Linked DNA regions of Bombyx mori: region 2 is linked to region 1. A link is a contact called in public Hi-C data. All regions are on one chromosome and are shown on one strand. Each heading gives the region's core, a stretch centred on a gene start, on an enhancer-like site or on the middle of the called end of the contact. The rest is flanking DNA. Distances are from core to core; before and after follow the strand shown.

Region 1 (6,474 bases), core at 2,444-4,943:
CCGCGCCTCTCCCGTCGCGCGTAAACAATAAAGTCGTTTATCTAGCCCCCCTCAAATAAATATATTAGAAGGGAACAAGGCCTTTATAGTACTCTGTACTCGATGTTAAACATAACGTAAGCTCGGCACCTACCTACAAGCGATGCTGTGCAGCGAGAAAACAAATTGAACAATGATTCATAATTGAATCATAAGGATGAAGCGTTACAAATGTTGCAAGAAGTATACGAATTTCGATAAATGTTGGCAAATTGCACGTTAGAAACGACCCGTTTGTCTAGCATTTCATGTTGGGTAAGCGATCCCGATTTATACTGGAACTGTGACGGTAGTTGAATAATTTTGTAGATGCAGCGTAATTATTTCAACCTTAAATAGTTTTCTCTTGCAGAGATCGCGTTTCAAATTACGCAACGAGAATGCGTCGGCGCAGATTTCGTCACCACGGAAAGCGCGCTGGCCCATTAAATTGTTTTATTATGAACTCGACGCCATCTTGTGTATTTTTGGCTGAAGTTTAAGTGTTTATCTGGTTGGGACTCTGTCCAAAGAGTAATTAGTTAGTGTGATTTTATTTTCGATGTCCTCGGGTGGTGAAAACAAACAACGACCGGTCGGCCTTTATGATGAAAAGCTAAGACCGTTTTTATTTTAAGTTCGTCAGTAAACGAATGTATTCATTTAAAATACATACTGCACTTAATTTAAACCGTATTCGTAAATTCTAAAGCAGCCCTGAAATTGACGTATGCTATCCAAATGCCAGATTACCTCCATAGCGTTCCTATAGGTGAAAAGTTGAATGACCGGAACACCTCTGTCATCCTGCATCTCGTGCTCTCGCAACTCTATCCGTTTCTCGCATCACTTGCTTCATTTTTCACAATCGTAGTCGTTGTTGCTATTGCTATTTTTAATTCCGGCTAAAACATTATGAATGAGTCGCCACAAAATGACGCTGGACTATGTTACGCTGTCGCTTGAAATAAAATGTCGTTGCGCTACGAGGACGATCGTGTTTGAAAGTTAATGAGAATCGAACGGTCGAGCTTAATATATACATGAAAAAATATCGAGAAATTTAATATTTATTTTTATTCGAATTTGTATTCGGTGATTATTTCCTGTGATTTGTATAGTAACGCTTATTGTTTGTGTGTCTATTGTTTGAAAAACACGTAAACTATGTAGTTTATTCCGTGTTTTACCGCAGCATCGATTCGTTTTATGTAAATATAACCTTGTATGGTAATGATTAAATCTAGAGTAAATGAATGCACAATAAGCCAAGCATGACTTAGAGGCTTAAAGACAATTTGCTTGTCATAAACTTTCCAGTCGGTTTATCCATTTTCGAATTTTAACTCATAAGTCACTAGGTCTGCTAGCACTGCTAGGACCATAATAACGATTTCAAAGAAGTTAAAAAAATATTTTGTTTAAAAGTTATGAAACAGTGGTGGGTGAACTTAACACAGTATTGTTCTATAATTTATTTTAAATACTTATTGGAAAGACTTGAAATAACTTGGACAACAAAAAAAAAAACAAAGGTTATTCGTCATCTTAAAATTATTCATTCAAATTTATATATTTTACATTGCCCACTTAATTTTTTTATGGATTATTAATTTATTCACCATCGAAATCTCAGATTTAAGTATCTGATTATTCAAAAATGTACCGCTCTTTTGTTAATTCATAAATTGGTTGATTTTGTTAAACTGGTTTCGATAAGCGTATTAAATTTAAATTGATACAAATAAAAAGTATTTAAACAAAACACGACTGCTCTTCATAGTTTTCGTATCGTGTGCTGTCAGCTCTGTTATTCTTGTTAGTGTTCTTGATCTGAATTATTGAACAAAACAGGTAAAACGCGAACATTTCGTGTAAACACGATTCCGATACTGCTATGCCAATTTCAAATTTCGGTCTGTTACTGTATTCCTGGCTTCAGACAATATTCATGTTACCTATTTGTTTTTGTTTGCCATTTAATTATAAAGACAATATATGAATAAAATTACATTTAAAAGTTAGGTTTCTAATAACTATAATTGGATTATAGCTTCAGAAAGTAATTAAAAATAAGCCTCAGTAGACTTTGTACTACTACTACTGCGCTGGCGCTATGGCCCCAAGAGAACTTGGCCTCCGACAATAAACATCGCCATTCGTCCCGTAAATATACATTCATATTAATTCATACACCTTTGTACAGTAAAATGTAATAAACACCAAATTTTTTTTTTTTTTTCAAATGGTTTGTCATTTAATAATTTTAATGACAAGTAAGCGTATCATTTATAACTTTTAGTGACGGTAAAATGGCTTAGGATAATTTTGGTAATGTTTCTGGTTTGAAAATCTCAAGCAAGCTGCGTGGGAGACAGTTTCAACCCGGCACGCACTATAAATACTCGGCTAGTCCTTATCCGTTCATCAGTAGATTCCTGATACGGTACTTAGTAGAAAGTATAGTTTTCAATAAAAATATAATAACATATTTCATACTCGATTTTCCAGTTGAGCGAAGAAACATATGTGCAAAATGTGGAGCGTGAAATACAACATTTTACAGTTACTTAAGTAGCAGCTTAAACCCAAACAAGTATAAGCTCGTGTTTTATCTTAATTTCTAAAAATCGATCTTTAATTTTTGTACCGTCCTTAAAATTTTACATGCTCCGTCTGAATACCGCAGTTGCGAGCCAACTACAAATTGTTTCGGCAAAGGTCAATGCCATCTTTAGGTTGGTTGATAGCAATTGAATCAGTTCCACTTGCAGTGAATTAATGTTGATTAACAGCGAATAGTGTGACATGACTGACTACTTTACTACTTAGAATCTGTTTCGTTTTACTCCTCTAAAGTTTTCATTTATGCATCCTATCTTATGTCGTCATTGGATTGATTTCTATTTTATCACTTCAATTCAACCCGACTGCTGCATCTATAAAACTCACTAAGTTAATATTATCAGATGTTTACTATGTTCCGCTGAAACTTTATACTCAAATTTTATTGCCATTTTCAAGATTGAAGTAAAAAAAAACATGTACGAAATATTTTCTGTGAAATTTGTTGTTCTTCTTTAGGTCGCGAAACGCAATTCGATCGTCCCTGATAACTTTCCCGCCACTAGGTCAGTTTTGCTTGGCTCGTATAACGGTACAATCAGGTTGTTGCCGTTCGCCGACATGTTATAATGCGATTGCAGTTTTAAAACGTTCATCGCGCTTAATACGATTCTAATCAAACTAAATTGAACTCTGCGCACCTGTAAAATATTGTTCAATTATTAGGCAGCAGAACCTTGAACTTGGTATTTGAATTCGCATACGCGATTGAACGTATAGTTTAATCGGTTCGCATAATCAGATTTTCCAAGAGAAATAGGTCGAATGCGCGGATCGTAAATGTTATAAAGGGTCATAAAGAAACCTTAACTCGTACTTTCGCTACGTTGTTGTCGACAGCTTGCTTATTTACTTAAATAACGCAAATTAATAGCACTATGTTGTTAATGTATTTGTCGTGAAGACTGAACAGCTTTCGCGACGTTTCTTCCTGTCCTTGTTTTTAAAACATCTTTATTGATTCATTGAAATAATGAACACATTTTACGCTTGAACTTTGCTGGCCTCCAGAAGATTTTTTTGGGGTTATCAGTGCTGGTTCGCGAAATGCCTGATTACGTAATTGATTACTAACTATGCTTACTGCAAACGTTTTGGGGTAAACCAGATGAACTCTTTAACACGCTAGTCATTGGTGTAATAATTCCTATGAAAATGATTGTTGGCGTAGATCTTACCTATTTGCCTTCGTATAGACACGTGTGGGGTTCGAATTAAGGCTGCTGTTACTACGGACGGATGATACGTTCACGAGGCCGGGGTCGCGCACCGGTATCTTCTGATAAATGAGTCGTCTATTATCAAAGGCGGCAATCTGTACATTTGGACAAAAAATTTTTATTGATATGTCAATACAGATTTATTTCAATATAATCGTCTCCTTCAAAGAATACGGTTCAAAACCTGCATTAAATAAAGGTTAATAGTTAACCTGTTATTTATCTAAGATGTCGTTCCGAAGAGTTTTGTGACTGCCAATGGAATACAAAGTCAATAATTCGTTTTTCTGATTTACCAATCATTGTCCAAAAGTCAGATTGCCGCCTTTGATAATAGTCGACTCAAATAGTCTGGCAGAATATTATGAAAGATGCTCGGGCCTTGCTTGATAGTATGCGTTATGACTGGCTAAATCCACTGTTACGTTTACAACGATTGAAGATATTACATTTCCAGGTCACGTGACTGAATCTTTAGTCAAAGCATGACATCATTTTCGGACACTAAAAGATTAGTAATAGTGTAAACAGTGTTAGGCGTTTTATGAGCAGGTCCGGAATATACTTAAGATATTTTGCTTTCTAAAGCAGTAGCTATTTATGGTTTTTATAAACTTTTTTATGACCAATGCTTGTGATTAGTAATTTTCTAGACGTGGACTAAGCAGGTGTACTAAATAGTAGGATATTTATATGTGTTATTATTATGTATAATATATTATCCCAAGAAACGGCCGTCTGGTGTAGTGGTAAGTGACATGGTCACTACACAAGGGGGTCGCGGGTTCGAATCCCGCCAAGGGAAGATATTTGTATGATAAATATAAATGTCTTTCCAGGGTTATGGGTGTATATTAAATATATGTAAGTATGTGTATAATAAAAATATTATATTTATTTCCGTTATCTGGTACTTGTAACACAAGTTCTTTACGAACTTATCACGGGACCAGTTAACGTGGCGTGATTGTTAGTAAATATTATTATATTATTATTATTAAAACAAATGGTCATCAAATTGCACTGCCATTTCTTAAAATCCAAATATAAAAGCTTAAAATAAAGTTATGGTAAGAAAAACATATTCTAGTTTCGAATAGCAATACACAAGATGTGTCACAATTTAGCAACAAGAACACTTTATTAAAATTCAAGACACCATGGATACGAAAGCATAATAACATCTGAATAACTGTACCCGCACGCGAGTCCGCTGTAATAGAATAAGAGATCCCTGTTGTTATTCGAATTCCTTTGGTGGATGACGTCATTACGCTCGGGAAACGCTGAGGTAATCTACAAAGGTCTTTTTAAAAAACCCGTACAGGTATGCTTAGTTTTTACTCAACAGACTACAGAATAACATTAGTCATTGAAAATTTTTTAATTCGTTTAACATACGCTGTTCGTATATCGTAAGGCTTAGTGATGTCACGCTTGCCCGGCGTTTTATGTCCGTTCGAATACTGCGCCTATAAATACATCAATTAAGATTTTGATTTACCGCGACGTAATCAAGGTTTGTGCTGAAGTACATTTGGCCGTTCTGAGCCTGAACGAATATAATTTTTTGTGAAGCTTTTGCAAGTTGACGCATTTGACGAACTTTTATTTAAGATTTTTCATTTAATTCACGCCAATAGTTGATCTCTAAACGTTGCCCAATAAAATAAACCTATCGATCGGTAAATAGTTTTGTCATACAGTAATAATACCAACTGGTGATACAGAAAGAGCCTTTTATGACGTCTACTGGAAGTGATGTATTGGGGTTATTATACGCCAATACCACACGGACTGTATGAAATGCCTCTAGGGCTATGGTTCAGGTGTCATATAAATCCGTGAATTAAAAGCTTAAGTTTTTTATTAGCACGAAAGAAACAAAAGTGTACAAAATTTTTAAGTCCACAAAATTTAATTTCTGTCTGCTTAAAATGTGTAATGGATTTTACATCACCATTTTATTTGTCTCGTTCGGTGTTACTAAAGTACAGTTAACTTCAAAGACATTATACGTCCTCTTGAAAAACAATTCACGCGTTGCACAACATTTTCTTCCACACATCGAGACAAAGGGATGACCGTTAGTGGCTTTTACATTTCTGTTTGTAACATGCGATGCATAGTCTTTACAATCGCTTTTCTTGTTTCCTGTCGTTCTACATTTATCGTTAATGTACTGTTTATTGTTGAATGCTGAAGCAGGTATGCCGTTATTTACTTCATTTTTAAATGAACTCGGGATAAAGTTTCCCTTAACTCCTCGAGTTTACTTCAAGTAAGTTCAAGTAGATTTTAAGGAGCACTTCATTTCAGAACTAATATTATACTTTAACTGAAAATTCAAGAAATCTTGATTAAAAATCGTTTTTTTGCACGGTATGGATAAATGTGGTTTGATTTTTTTATATACAAGCGGTGCTTGGTAAGGTAAAATTACTAATTTTAATGTTAACATATATAATTTAGCGGTAATAGTTATGAAACAAAACCGCTACTATCCGTAACAATATAACAATTGTATTTCTATTGTGCTTTTAACCGCAAGTCTCGTGCATTGTAAGTAAATTAAATGACCTGGGATTTCTAAAGAATCCTCAACATTAGA
Region 2 (6,474 bases), core at 2,501-5,000, 51 kb after region 1:
TATTCCAGGAAGATGCAAACAGGGGCAAACCCAATTGGGAACACCTAGCAGATGACCTCCACGTTCTGCTGACAGTTGAAGATACTGAAAACAGAGCCAAGATAAAGCTAGCGAGGGCCGTTGATGAAGTGAAGCGTCTCCTTGTGCCAGTAAGTATTCTACAAACTGAAATGTCATTACATGCTCTGTTGACATCAAATTCCAGAAAAAAAACGCTGCAAATATATTAATGTATCGTGATGACCAACACTCAATAATTAAGAAATATTTGGCATATTTTTATTTAGCATATGGGTCATAAGAGAGTAACTTAGACGAGTAAATTAAAGACTTAAAAATAATTTAATAATTTTTTTGTTGGACGACTCCATTGATTTCATCACAGTTTGGATGACCAGACAGTGGTGAAATCAAAAAGCATTTAGAATTCGGTGTTAGTGTTTCAGGACGTAAAAATATATGTAAAATATTGTAAGAAATTTTAATCTGTGTATGTAATTACTAATGTGAACTAATATTCCACATTTGCTCCAAATATGCGGTTGCTAAAAATAATGTATTGTTAATAATGTGTAAATGCGATATAAAATATAATAGAATTACATTCGGCATTTATAGGTATCAGACTAGGAGTTCTCCAAATGGAGAATATTTTGAACAAACTTTGAGACTAAGAGGGTACAAAGTAGCTATAGTCACATAACAAACTAACGAGGCGACCATTGAAATCACGTGGTGAAACTATTTCTAGGTTACACTGCTCGTCGTAAAACACTTGACAGTTGTTAACACATTATCTTAATGCAAAGGTTAAGATGTAGCGTATTTACGTGATATTTAATATAAATTAAATTTATATTTGCTATTACAGCGCGAAGTCCTAAGACGGAACATAAAAAAACTATTCAGGACACTATTGAATACGCATTATATTTATTTAAGGTCTGATTACGTCATCTGTTTGAATTTTAGAACATTATCTCATTTTTGCTAATGAAAAGTCTTATCCAAAAATAATACAATGTCATAAACTGAGATTATTGTTCTTTTTTTAATACAACACCCCAAAATCTTGTTTATTTAAATTCTACAACAAAGTTTGAACAAAACATAATGTATGTACTTTTGAGAATTATTTATAAAACTATCAAGGACATTACTCGTGTGTGTGTATACATCGTGTTCTTCAAATGAAATTTAAATATTTTGTTTAATCTTGTTTCACAGCAAGCTGACGGTGAAGATGAACTGAAGAAGCGCCAGTTGATGGAGTTGGCGATCATAAATGGAACTTACCGTGATTCCAGCTCGAAGGTGTCCGTTCCTGTGAACGGTCAGTGCCTAATAAGTATGGTCGCATTCATGTTTTGTCACTAATATTTAATCATAAGTCACTAATTATTTGCAATAGGAATTACCTATTTAATTAAGTTCAGTTATTAAATCCTCCATTAACGAACGTTTCGTAAAATTGACGTCGTCCCGAAACATCTTTTCGAAAATTAAATTTAAATGATTCGTCGGATACAGATAATTTAATAATTCCATAGACAATACCTATACGCGATTCAGACAATAAATGTTATAGTCTACGAAGGTGATAAAATTAAGTTTCGATTCTGTTTTATCACTTCATAACGTAGTGATGTGCGATTTTATAGTCTCGGAACTGGTATTTCCTATGATCAGCCTCGAAGTACAAAACCGATGCTGTCTGACTAGTCTAACTAGAATAAATGTCGCCTCGAGGAGTAATTAACTGAACGTTTAGTCCGTAACTCAGGTTGCTTGATGATGCTTCATCGTTTCCTGAGAAATTGAAATTATATAAATCGAAGAAAACTTATTTGATACTTTGTTTCGGAATGCAGAAACAATTCATTATTAACTACATAAGTATCGGTGTAATTTTTTTGTATTTTCCTTAGTACTCACTCAGTTCTTTTTTGTATACCTTAGCGGGATATCAGTTTGATCAAGTGTTTTCATCCGTCTCACGTGTTTTAATTAATCAATGTTTTCATAGCGTTTCCTATTGTAGCGACATGAGAATAAATTGAGCCTTTTGTTTGCCGAAGTGACTCATACAGGCGAGATGACTTAATTGATTTTTATGGCATGCTAGAATCAGTCCTCCGAGTTTTTACTGGACCCACTTCTCTTATCGTCGCTTGAGTAAGAACGTGCATTACTCGCATGATTGTTTCAAGCAACCGTCTGTTTGAAATTTGCAGTTATAAGTTTTTCTTTTTTTTTGGGTTTGTGTTATTGAAGTTTTATGAAACTGTCATTAACTATTATTTATCATTAAAAAAAAAGTGTTGGTTGGTGTAATATTTTTCAATGTGTGGAATAAGTTTATTTCACAGGTGCGAGGCGATGTGTTTTGTAATTAAATTTGTGGGTTTTGGTGGTAACAATGTGAGCTGAAACAATGTTTGCAATTCTACTTGTAATTTAAGTAATAATTTATTGGTGCATATTTTAATCGGTTTGATTTCACATTAATTAATCTCTGTCAAAATAGTTTTAAATTCTTGTTCGCTATTGCAGTTGGCATTAGTGATCTTGACTAGGTCTTAATGCTTTTTTAGTAATTAAGACAAACCTTGTGTCACTATGAACTATGTGGTTGACCTTTTACTCATAATATAATGGGCATTCAGGCAATAGTAATTCGACCCGTTTCCATACGAATGTAGTATGTTCATGGGTTTGATTATTTGGAAGAAGACGATAAATTCAGTGGCCATACTGCAAGCAATGAATATTTTTTTTTTTATTGCTTAGATCGGTGGACGAGCTCACAGCCCACCTGGTGTTAAATGGTTACTGGAGCCCATAGACATCTACAACGTAAATGCGCCACCCACCTTGAGATAAGTTGTAAGGTCTCAGTATATTTAATCACAAGCTTCTAATCTAATGAAGAGGCCCGATAATCTTCCATAATTATTTTTGATTTGACTAGTATTCAATAGTTGAAGTTAATTCAATACCTAGCTAAGATATGACAATTTTGACTTCGGTCCAATGTCTCAAAGTTCATGTATATAGTCTTTGTTACCCGTAAGCTTCGGTAACTCTGGTAAAAATACGATAAGGATCAATTCTATTTACCTACAAATAAACAACTGGCCATTACAAATATGATAACCGTGTAAGGTGTTCCGTTTTAATTTGGTTTGATAAATATTTAGGTATGAATTAATAATGTAATAAAAATCATACCCGGAAAATTATAATTTGCATAATTACTGGTGGTAGAACCTCTTGTGAGTTCGCACGCGTAGGTGCCATCATCCTGCCTATTTCTGCCGTGAAGCAGTGATGCGTTTTGCTTTGAAGGGTGGGGCAGCCGTTGTAACTTTACTGAGACCTTAGAACTTATATCTCAAGGTGGGTGGTGGCGTTTACGTTGTAGATGTCTATGAGCCCCAGTAACTTCTTAACAACGGGTGTACTGTGAGCTCGTCCAACCACAATAAATAAATAAATAAATAATGTAAACGGTGAACCGTAAAATATGCCCAAGTGGATAGTGAGAGCACTTAGACGAATCCGCAGCTGACGAGGAATGGCGGCGCGTTGCAGCGGCGGCAGCCGAGACTCAGCGTTTGCTGGCACCAGGGGGCGTGGGCGGGGTGGCCCTGCGCACTCCCGCGCCCCTCGGCGCGCCCCTCATCCTGTCCCCTCGCATGTCCGCGCCAGCTCAACCCGGCCTTCTCAACGGGGCAGGGGCGGGAGCGGCGGCCGGCCTGCTGTCTCCGGGCGAGCCCGCGCATCAGCTGATCTACGCGTCGCCCTACGACTACGCGAACTACGCAGCTCTCACCGCGGCCGCGAACCCTCTGCTCGCCACGGAGTACGCCGCTGCTGATCATGCCGGTGGGTTGTTCGCCCGTTGATTTATTCTATTAGGGTTATGGCGTCGCGCGTTCGCATTACACATAGCACGACACACGACACCCGAATAATCACACAACTGTAATTTTACATACGTATGTTACGCTACTGTCTATATTCGTACACTTTCTGATAGGAACTCGTACATATTGGATACACACGAGTATGCAATAGTATATTAATTATTGCAAATAGATGTACCAGTACTAAATTTGATTGAATCTCAAAATGTTAAAGTGTATTTCTATATAAGAATTAACAAAATTCATTCTTAAGAAATTCATTGAAAGTAAATTTTTTTTCCAACATTTCATTGGAACCGTCGAGGTTATACACACTTACACACATACAAAAACTATTCAACAATATGGTATGATTTTCTAGAACGTTCAATAATACGCTTCACAGCTTCGTGCGACGCCTTGTCGACTAAATGTTTACTCAGTAATGAATCTTTAGTCAAGAAGGTTATTAATTATGAAAAAAAAGATAGGGCTCTTCTTATTTAATAAAATAAAACACTAACGCAAAAAATTTAGTAGGAGCGTCTCAAAAATTTTATTAAGCGGTAGGGTACTTAGATCGTTATGTCTGTCCTGCTCGCGCAAAAAGTATTATTATAAAGTGAGAGCGGGATGTAAATAAATAGTTAAGTAAAAGGCTGATTGTGGAGTTTCTTGAAACTCCCACGTAGAAGACGTCCAGTGTAATCGTGAATAAATATCATACGCTTTAAAGAGTAGAAATAAAGAGCCATTAAAAATAAAATAACATAATAACAGCATGTTTTAAAGTTTGAACGCGATGTATTTTAAAATCAGTGAATGCTTCGATTTTTACCGAAACATCCGAATAAAATAATTAAAATAGGACCTTAATAAACAGCTATACGATTTAACACAAATTCCACTAATCACAGTCGAATGATAGATTATATTTGAATATCGTTAAAGCGACGGAATAAATTAACACGATGTTTTATATCGCCTCGTTGGTCTACATCAGTGTTTCCCAACCTTTTTTGTGCCATCCCCACTGTAACGTTTCTAAAATTGTTTATGCCCCCAATCCATACATAATTTTGAAACTTAAAAATGTTTTTTTGTTCACTTAAGAAACATAAATGATAGGTTTTAGAAATTTCATAGTGATCTATGAAATTGTTATCAGAACACAGTAAGTAATATTTCATATAAAAAATTGAAATTGAAATTCAAAATTAAGTTTAATACATATTTTCAACATTAATTTATTGCCATTGTCCCCCTTAATTATTAAATTGCCCCCTTGTCGGCCTCACGTTGGGAAACACCTGTCTAAATTGTGGATCTACCGCGAGATACCGTCGGAAAGCCTAACTTCATAACTTCTATTAACGATGTATTAACCAGTAACACATGGTGTGCGGCTCATGAACTGTGTGTGATATTATTTTGATCGGGTTTACAGCGTCGAGGTATCTGCTAGCTGGCTTTTGACATTGGCCGCTACAGTCACAGCCGACAATAAGATACGGCGTCCACCAAACGCCGTTACACACATCGCAACATTATTACCATACTCCGTTCACGTATTAAAATTAGCCTTCGAAATTCACGGGACGTTTCTTAAAGTCATATATAAAAGCCATGATCAATCTTTAGTGTAAGATTCGTTTTAATTAAGATACGACATAGCGTATTATAGCGTCTCGAAATATTGTTGTTTTCAAACTTTTTTTTTGTTGTACGTTTTTTTTTTCTGAAGAAATTTTGTTTTTGTTTTCTTTCGTTCAAAGATTATTTATTTTATTTCAGATTTTATTTATTCGTAGTAGTAATATAATTATTGTTTGTTTATCGAATCTTAATTTTCGTGTTAATTCTAACGGCGGTTTGTCGTATTTAAACTGCCAATGGAATCTTAAGTTACCGATGTTTCATTTACGAAGACAAGTCCTATAACAGTCCTTGTTCGTATTTATATATTTTATCAAACACGACATTTTCCGAATAAATGGGAGATAAAGAACTGTATAGTTTCAACCATTTAAAGTAATTGTGATAACCCTTGCTTGTAACACAACTAATATTATTAACAATACGTTAATTTGTCCAAAATTCATTTAAAATTCTTAGTTGATGTGTAGATTTGAAAGAATGATATTGACACGGAATTCCGTGCCTTGCATTCGGTTTTACCGTTCGTCGGTTTTGAAAATTTCCAGAATACTTATGAATAGTGAATAAATTTGTTTTGTGTTAACAGTATCTTTAGTAACTTATAATAAAACGTCGACTACAAGCAAAAGGGACCAAATATTATTTGAATTGCAAACGAAAAAAAAAAAAACTAGTTACTCATCTTTTATACTACTTACATATATTTTTTTTAACAAAACTGACAAAATTAATCGAGAATAAATTTCAATTTATTACTGAAAACTCTGGAACATTCTAGGTGGTTAAAAATTACGCGTTGTAAAAGTAATGTTTTGTTTTTGAACAATATCGGGACAAAGTTTTACTTTTACGAAACAAAATCTTTACGTAAACTTAATAATTTATTAGCCATTTTTTTTAATATATA

The links. Hi-C and Micro-C count contacts between places; a contact is called where the count stands out from the background.
Region 2: a contact with region 1 is called in a Hi-C map of whole pupa, with 7 times the contacts expected there. The contact joins two enhancer-like sites. A contact is called at or near these places in 4 of 7 Hi-C or Micro-C datasets (posterior silk gland, an unstated tissue and whole pupa).

The regions. Positions count from the first base shown.
Region 1 is chr6:9,257,373-9,263,846 of ASM3026992v2, forward strand. All of the region lies in intron 7 of LOC101736332 (non-structural maintenance of chromosomes element 1 homolog), which reads left to right. All of the region lies in intron 1 of LOC101736543 (protein held out wings), which reads left to right. Among protein-coding and RNA genes, the nearest start is that of LOC101736543, 16 kb to the left of the region's middle. Within about 2 kb of position 3,694, at least 4 of the 8 cell types and tissues checked have open chromatin away from gene starts, as enhancers often do.
Region 2 is chr6:9,308,556-9,315,029 of ASM3026992v2, forward strand. LOC101736543 (protein held out wings) reads left to right here. Exons shown (of 8, transcript XR_005244788.2): 4 at 9-149; 5 at 1,228-1,348; 6 at 3,568-3,888; 7 at 5,356-6,474. Among protein-coding and RNA genes, the nearest start is that of LOC134199082, 20 kb to the left of the region's middle. Within about 2 kb of position 3,751, at least 4 of the 8 cell types and tissues checked have open chromatin away from gene starts, as enhancers often do.